Regions from separate parts of the Arachis hypogaea genome. Here region 2 is linked to region 1. Evidence: chromatin contacts called from public Hi-C data. All regions are on one chromosome and are shown on one strand. The core of a region is the stretch at or near the end of the contact, and the rest is flanking DNA. Distances in the headings are between cores, read along the strand shown. Region 1 overlaps LOC112727281. Region 2 holds the start of LOC112727283 (UDP-glucuronic acid decarboxylase 1).

Evidence for each region. A called contact is a pair of places that touch in the nucleus more often than the background predicts.
Region 2: a Hi-C map of an unstated tissue shows a contact between it and region 1, with 3 times the contacts expected there. The contact joins the promoter of LOC112727283 here to the enhancer-like site in region 1. A contact is called at or near these places in 2 of 8 Hi-C or Micro-C datasets (leaf and an unstated tissue).

What each region holds. Positions count from the first base shown.
Region 1 is chr12:32,413,674-32,417,273 of arahy.Tifrunner.gnm2.J5K5, reverse strand. It overlaps LOC112727281, which reads right to left. Exons shown (of 5, transcript XM_025776963.3): 5 at 2,131-2,865. The coding sequence ends at 2,252. Among protein-coding and RNA genes, the nearest start is that of LOC112727281, 8.0 kb to the right of the region's middle. Within about 2 kb of position 1,758, at least 1 of the 3 cell types and tissues checked has open chromatin away from gene starts, as enhancers often do.
Region 2 is chr12:32,583,590-32,587,189 of arahy.Tifrunner.gnm2.J5K5, reverse strand. It overlaps LOC112727283 (UDP-glucuronic acid decarboxylase 1), which reads left to right and starts at 1,714. Exons shown (of 7, transcript XM_072209152.1): 1 at 1,714-2,706. The coding sequence starts at 2,093.

The sequences.
Region 1 (3,600 bases), core at 509-3,008:
AAAAAATATATTAATAATCTAATATTGAGTTGCCATCAACACTAATCATAGAAACTAGATCGAAATAAAGGGGTTAGATAGTTCGTTCTTCTTTTACAGTCACCGAGCAATAATCCACGTAATAATCTCCATATAGGTAGCAACAAAGTATGAAACCTAAAGCCAAAAAAATGCAAACTTAATCGCAATTAACAATTAAACTAATGAATGAAGGAATGCTAGAATTGTTGTTACTTGTTAGCAATGAATGTAGTACACACACCAGTTTGTTGATGGTGACTCGTGAAGGGATTGCACATGGGATCTAAATTCAAAAGTTCGGATAGGATAACCGTTACACCATAAAAGCAATGGAACATTGACAACCACCCTACAAGACCCTGTAATATACAGACATGTACAACTGTTTGACATACTCTTTCATTTTCGGTATTTTTTATTCTTTTGATATTTTAAAAAAAAAAAAAAAAAAAAAAAAAAAAAAAAAAAAAAAAAAAACAAATGTCTTCTTGCCTTTATGATGACTTTTCTCCTCTTTGGCATTTTATAACCGGTCAATGTCTAGTTTGTAGTCACAAAAAGTTTCTTTTATTCATATTGCATATATACATGTATTTCTGTGAACATCTTCGTTAGGTAATCAAATAGGGGTCCAACCAACTTTATCCAACTTCTATTTAGACCGTATTTTAAGACCCACCAGAGGAAAAAAAACAAAAAAAACATTTCACTCCATTTACTTAAATCTAACCCTAATTTTATCTAAACCTAATCTTAATTTTTTAAATTTTAAAATCAAAATTTTTTAAATGTTGTTCAAGTTAGCTCATAGTAGAATTGGTTCCAAGACTTTTTCTTATTTGAATGATATCTGGGATCTGGATAATTGGAACATGCAAAGGCTCCTTTCATAGATCCCACACGAAATTGGCAATCAACTTCAAACAATGCAGAGACCTAACCTTGGCACAAATACCGACAGATAGAAATGGAAAGTTAATTCAGATGGTGCTTAAAAGAAGACCTAATTGGAAGAAAGAATTGAAAATACTAAAAACAAGCAGTTACAAAAGTGTGTTGACATTATAAGTAACACGTATAGATAAATAAAGCACTGAAGCAGTTAACTTGTGTTTACAAAAGAATCACTACTAGAAGATCATCAAACATAATTGAATTGATTATTTACACAGAAAATAGCAGCGAAATTCACCTTTTATTTGGAGATAGCAGCCATCTTACTTGAGACGTTAGGTCCATGACCATAACAACAATGGTCCAAAAATTTGGACCAGCAATTGTACCCTCAGACTTAACTGTGTGTGAGTGCACATTTCTCCCACTTGTGCTACTTCTCCGTTGGGACTACTTATCCGTTTCTCTCATTAACTAAGGAATGCTACATATTTGGTGAAAAGAAAAACAACTCCATGTGACCGTCAACATTGCTATAAAATATGAAGGCAGAAAAAAACAAACTTTCTAAATGGTATTTAATTATTTATGCATGGCACTAATGGGTAAAATGGAAAATAGAATAACTCGGGCAACTTAGAATGCTTTATAACCTTGTATAGGTTCAGTAGTAAGCAAGTTCATCAATTTTCTCCCTTTTTTTTTTCTTTCTCCCACGAGATTGTTTAACAAGTTGGGTGAGTTCATCTATTTTCTATTGTCATCAAGTCCGCACTAAGGAGAGGAAACCTCAAGTCAGATTTCTTTGATGTATTTTTGTACAGTACTAGTTACACTACACTTTTAGAAGCGTTACGAGATGCTGACCTATAAATAGTGATAGTGACAGTACCTGTAAGGCCCGAAGTATATGTAGAAAGAAACAAATACGTTTTTTCATTTGCCTTTGTCAATCGCCATCAATTCTTGCAGATTACACCGTTGGCATGATTTGATAATTTGATTCACCTTGAGTTGCGTTGTTATTTGAATATTGTCGTTATATGCTGCTACCCCTAGTCCCTACCCCTTAATGTAGCTACAAAAATTCTGGCTTTTATGTCTATCACGTAGTGCCTTAAATGCAACCTTGAAATCCACATGCACCATGAAAGGGCCATGTAAACTTGTCCACATTCTCAGATAGTCATAATCATTCATCTAATGCCCAATGGGTTTGGGAAGAAACATTATGATCCCTTTATTCATCTTCTGATGAAATTTAACATTGTGAAACTTTGATTTACAATATAGGGAAACTTCCTAAGAACGAATAATGGCCCCGGTACAAAATTTTCTATGCACCAGCTATCTCTGCTACTAGTTCTTCTAACAACAATCTCTCAATTTCCCTACCTATTACATCAATTTCATCTCCTAAGTCCAACCACTGTGGTTCCTTAACCAACACCTTCCCCAAAGCATCATCCTTCACTTTTCCCTGGCTTCCCAGCAACCTGAAAAGACCATCTTGGATCCGATTTTCGATCAGTTTAGAACCAACATTTGTTGTTGCACGGCTCACCCATGGCTGCAAGTTCATGGATTGATTGTGGATCTTGACAATTCCGGAATTTATGCGGTCAAAAAGCAACCGTCTTTCAGACCTTGAACAAGTGGTCCAATCACAGTACCTCTTTTCAAGTTCATTAAACACTGAGAGACTTACAGGGGATTCCAGAGAATGCCAAAATTCAAAATTTGGATCAGGTTGAGCGCCATCGATGCCAGATTCAGACAACACATCAATAATGTAGGAAGACTCCCAGCTATCTTCAGTTCTGCATAATCGATTGTCTTCTGACAATCTAGTAGATCCTTCCCCACACTCTTCATCGCTTGAAATTAGCACAGAGCCCTCCGCATATCCTTCAGATTCCAACTTCAGCAACTGGAGCTGCATTCGGAGCCCTGTAAATAATAATGTTTCATTAGAACAATGGAATGGAGTGAAAGATAAAAGTCTCAACGAAAGATTAGAATAATTTCCTTCAGTCAAGCACAACAGCCAGGAGTATGAGAGCATCAAATTCATATATATATGCTGGTGATTTGTCATGTCAAACAGCTATTTGATTCAAATCACAATTATCAGTTTGATCACACATACAAGATTAGCAAGAGATTGTTATGATATATAAGCTCAAAACCATCAACAAAATTGGCAGGAGAATGATGTGGAAATTATGAAGTCATAGATGATTTAGTCAAATTATTATTAAATAATTAAATGTAGTCAATGTAATTATGATTTATGAGGTAATAGCGACTCAGGATATAGTTATGATTAAATAATCAAATTTAACTTGTAACATTTAATAGACAAATTGACCGAAAATTTAAAAGTAAGCCATCAACCCCAAAAAAAAGATATAGACCTAGAAATGCATTTACAGTGCATCTTATTATTCCAAAACTAGTTGGATGCTACTGTTACAAAATAGATACACCAAACAAATAATATAGAACAATACTAATTGATCTCCATTTTCTAAATTGAGTACAATCCATACTGATGGAAAGATATAGTAAGCCCAACGTGCAAACAACAAAGGTTAATAGGTGATGGAACTCAAACTATCCGCATGATTGTTTGTTTCTTATGAAATAGAACAAAAAATATAAAATTGAAAAAAGCCTCTAATG
Region 2 (3,600 bases), core at 465-2,964, 170 kb before region 1:
ATGGTTCAGAGTGGAAACTAGGATTCTCTTAAAATGTAAATTTGTAATGAGGTGGAATAATCCCCGAAGAGAAGTTTCTTTTCTCTTTTATATCTAATCCTAATTAGTTTAAAATCTATTTTCTAAAACTAAAATAATATCATTTCCTATTTTAAAATAAAAATAAAGTTTAAATCAGAATTAATTAAACAATCCGCGCGTCTTCAATTGATGAATGGGGACCACTTGCTACGTAGGAAGGCACGCCTAACTTGGCTTAACATTGCGCATTACTTGAAGGGTGCAGTGAGGAATGGCTATCCAAGCTCATGTGTTGCGCCTAACTCAAGGATACCTTGCGCCTTATTTGAGTTTGGCCGCATGGTTTTGAGTTCACTTGAATGATTCTGCGCCTTACTTGGAGAATTCGTGCGCCTTACTTGAGGAGTCACGCCTATGGTTGCGTGTTGTTGTTGTTGTCTTGTCCCAAGTTAGGCGCAGCCTTGGTCGAATTGGTGGGAGAGAAGTGTCGACTATTATATATCGTTGGAAAGCTCTGAAAGTTAGCTTTCCAACGCCACTAAAATCACGTCCATTGAACTTCTGTAACTCGAGTTATTCAGGTTTGAGTGCAGAGAGGCCAGGGTTGACAACATCATTCGCCTTCTTCTCTTTTTCTGTGGAGACTCCATCAAATCCAGCCAAATGCTACCTAAAATAAATAGAATTGCACACGACTCAAATTAACATCCATAGTGGCTAAAAGATAATTAATTCTTGATTAAATTAAACAAATTAAATACAAATTTACTAAGAAAAGATGCTTACGCATCACTAGGTTATACACGATGAATACGTATGTGCGACTTTTGAAACACATGGAAGAATTCTAACACATCAAATCATAGAATTATATAGTGAGGTAGTTGATATTGGCACTGTTCACAGCATAAAATTCACGTACTACTATTATCTTTTTTGTATTTGAATTATCTACATTTTAAATTTTATTTTAGAAAATAAAGTGTGATCTTCTTAAATAATTTTTTTCATATTTTTTATCTTATTTATAAAATAAATGGTGAGAGATTACATTTTATTCTCTAAAATAAAAATTCAAATTCAGAGAATCTAAATTTTTTTCCCTTTAACACTCAAATTCTAAAGCTGGACTGAGCTTCCAACTGGTAAACAAGAGCGCAAGAGATGGATGGTATGTTTCTGTACGATTGTATGGAATATTTAGTTAGAAAGGAATAGAAAAATCTTTCAAAATAAAGGAACAGGGGTTGATGAGGTTGTTCAACAGTCGTTCATGAACTACAAGGAGTGATTAGGTGTGGATCCCTTCTGTTGTTGATAGTATTGCCGAAGGTGACAGAAGGTATCTATTGGTGCTACATGAGTGTGATTTAGTCTGTTGTCCATACTTGGTCTGTTATTGTCTTATACTCCACTTGTTGTGTTGAGCTTTTACTTTAAAAAAAAACACTCAACTAAATATAAAAGAATTTTAAAATGGGTATACTCTTAAATCATAATACGATGATAATTAGATTTCGCAAATGAAAAGATCAAGACAATTACCCATTTACCCTAATCGCATTTGGTCACTCAACTCATCCAAAAGCCGCAAACAGGGAGGGTCTAACTCCTTTACTCATCTTCAATTTCACGCTTTCCATTGTCCCTACCAACAACAATCACCGATTAACATCAACACACTCAATAAAAAGAAACCTTTTTATTTATTTATTTTTTAAAAGAACAATACATTTGCCCCACATCATTACATCACAATTCACATCAGATCACATAACACACACAAAATATAAGCCTGACTCTGAAACACTTGCATGCATACGCCAGCTCCTAAAACTAAAATATCACCACCCTCCCATCCACTCACTCAATTTCCCTTTCCCTTTCACATTCACATCACATTTCTTTTTACCAAATAGCCTCTCTTTCACATTCACCGACACAAACAGAAGAAGCATTTCAATTTTCACTGCAACCACTCCAAATTTTACCTTCACCCATACAACACATTACATTACGCACACACACGAACACTGCATTTAAATTCGGAAAGAAAGAAGGAAGCAAAAGAATGAAGCCAAAGCTGAATCACAGGCTGGAGATGCCGAATAGTAATAATAACAATAATTCAAACCAATATGGCCCTTACCCACCAAAACTCCCAAAACACAATAGATCCCTACCAAGATCCATTAACTACCTTCTAAGAGAACAGCGCCTACTCTTCACCCTCATCGGAATCCTAATTGGCTCGACCTTCTTCATAATCCAGCCCATCCTCTCGAGAATTGGGCCTTCCGAGGCCCATCCGTACACCCGGAGCGGGTTCACCACCCGCCACGACCTCCGCGGCGTCGGGCTCGAGAGAAGGAACGCGGTTGCTGGGCGGGTTCCGGCGGCGATTGGCGCCAGGAGGCTGAGGGTGGTGGTTACCGGTGGGGCTGGGTTCGTTGGGAGCCATCTGGTTGATAAGCTTATTGGGAGAGGGAATGAGGTGATTGTGGTGGATAATTTTTTCACCGGGAGGAAGGACAATTTGGTACATTTGCTTGGAAACCCTAGGTTTGAGCTGATTCGACACGACGTCGTTGAGCCTATACTGTTGGAGGTGGATCAGATCTATCACCTTGCTTGTCCTGCTTCCCCTGTTCATTACAAGTATAACCCTGTCAAGACTATCATATCCTTATTTATTTATTTATTTATTTTGTTATAGACTTGTAGTGATTGATTGTGATAGTTAAGTTTAGAGTAAGTTTGTTCCCTTTTCCCTTAATTGGAGTCACAAGAACGGATAGAATTCTAGTAATAAAATCTGTGGTAAGTACAAAAGTTAGTGCTAAGAAACCATCATAGTTTTTCAAGCTACGTTAATGAGATTTTAGGTAATAAAATCAAGCCGTTAAGAAATTATGAATTTAATTTGATTCAGTGTCAGTCTAAAACAATTTTATCCATGCATCCAATTACGTAATACCACATCAGCTTAAATAACTACCTTTTATTTTGACCACGTAAATGGTCATCCAGAAGAATGGTGTGATTAAATGAGTTTTACACTGTCAATGTATCGAGATTATTATTATTTTTATTATTACAGTGAATGTGAGAGGTAAGTCTGTCCCCTCTTTGGTGGTTTTAAGTTGAGTCATAGAAATTGATAAAACTTGTGGTAAGAGACATTCATAGTTTTTCAAACTGCATTAATAGATCTTAGGTAGTAATTACTGGATACTGGTGGCAAGGACAAAAACTTGTGTGAGAGAAAGTCGTCAATCATAGTTGCTAATAAAATTCAGATGTCTGTGACAATGACGAAAGTAAAATTAAAAGAAAAAGAATCATAAAGTTGCTAACTGACTTCTAATTTTAGCTGAAGATTGGAAACAAAGGTCCTTGAAGCTTCCAAAAGGTAGTTAAGTCCTTGGAATGAATTAAAGTCAATTGCTAACTTAAGGGGCTAATTTTATTTATTTTTTAAATGAAAATTGTGGAACGGTTGTTTTGTGTGTTGCTTACTTGGTGTTTTTGTGAAAGTTTTAGTGTAAAGTGTTTTGGGCTAGATCTTTTTCAAAAGAA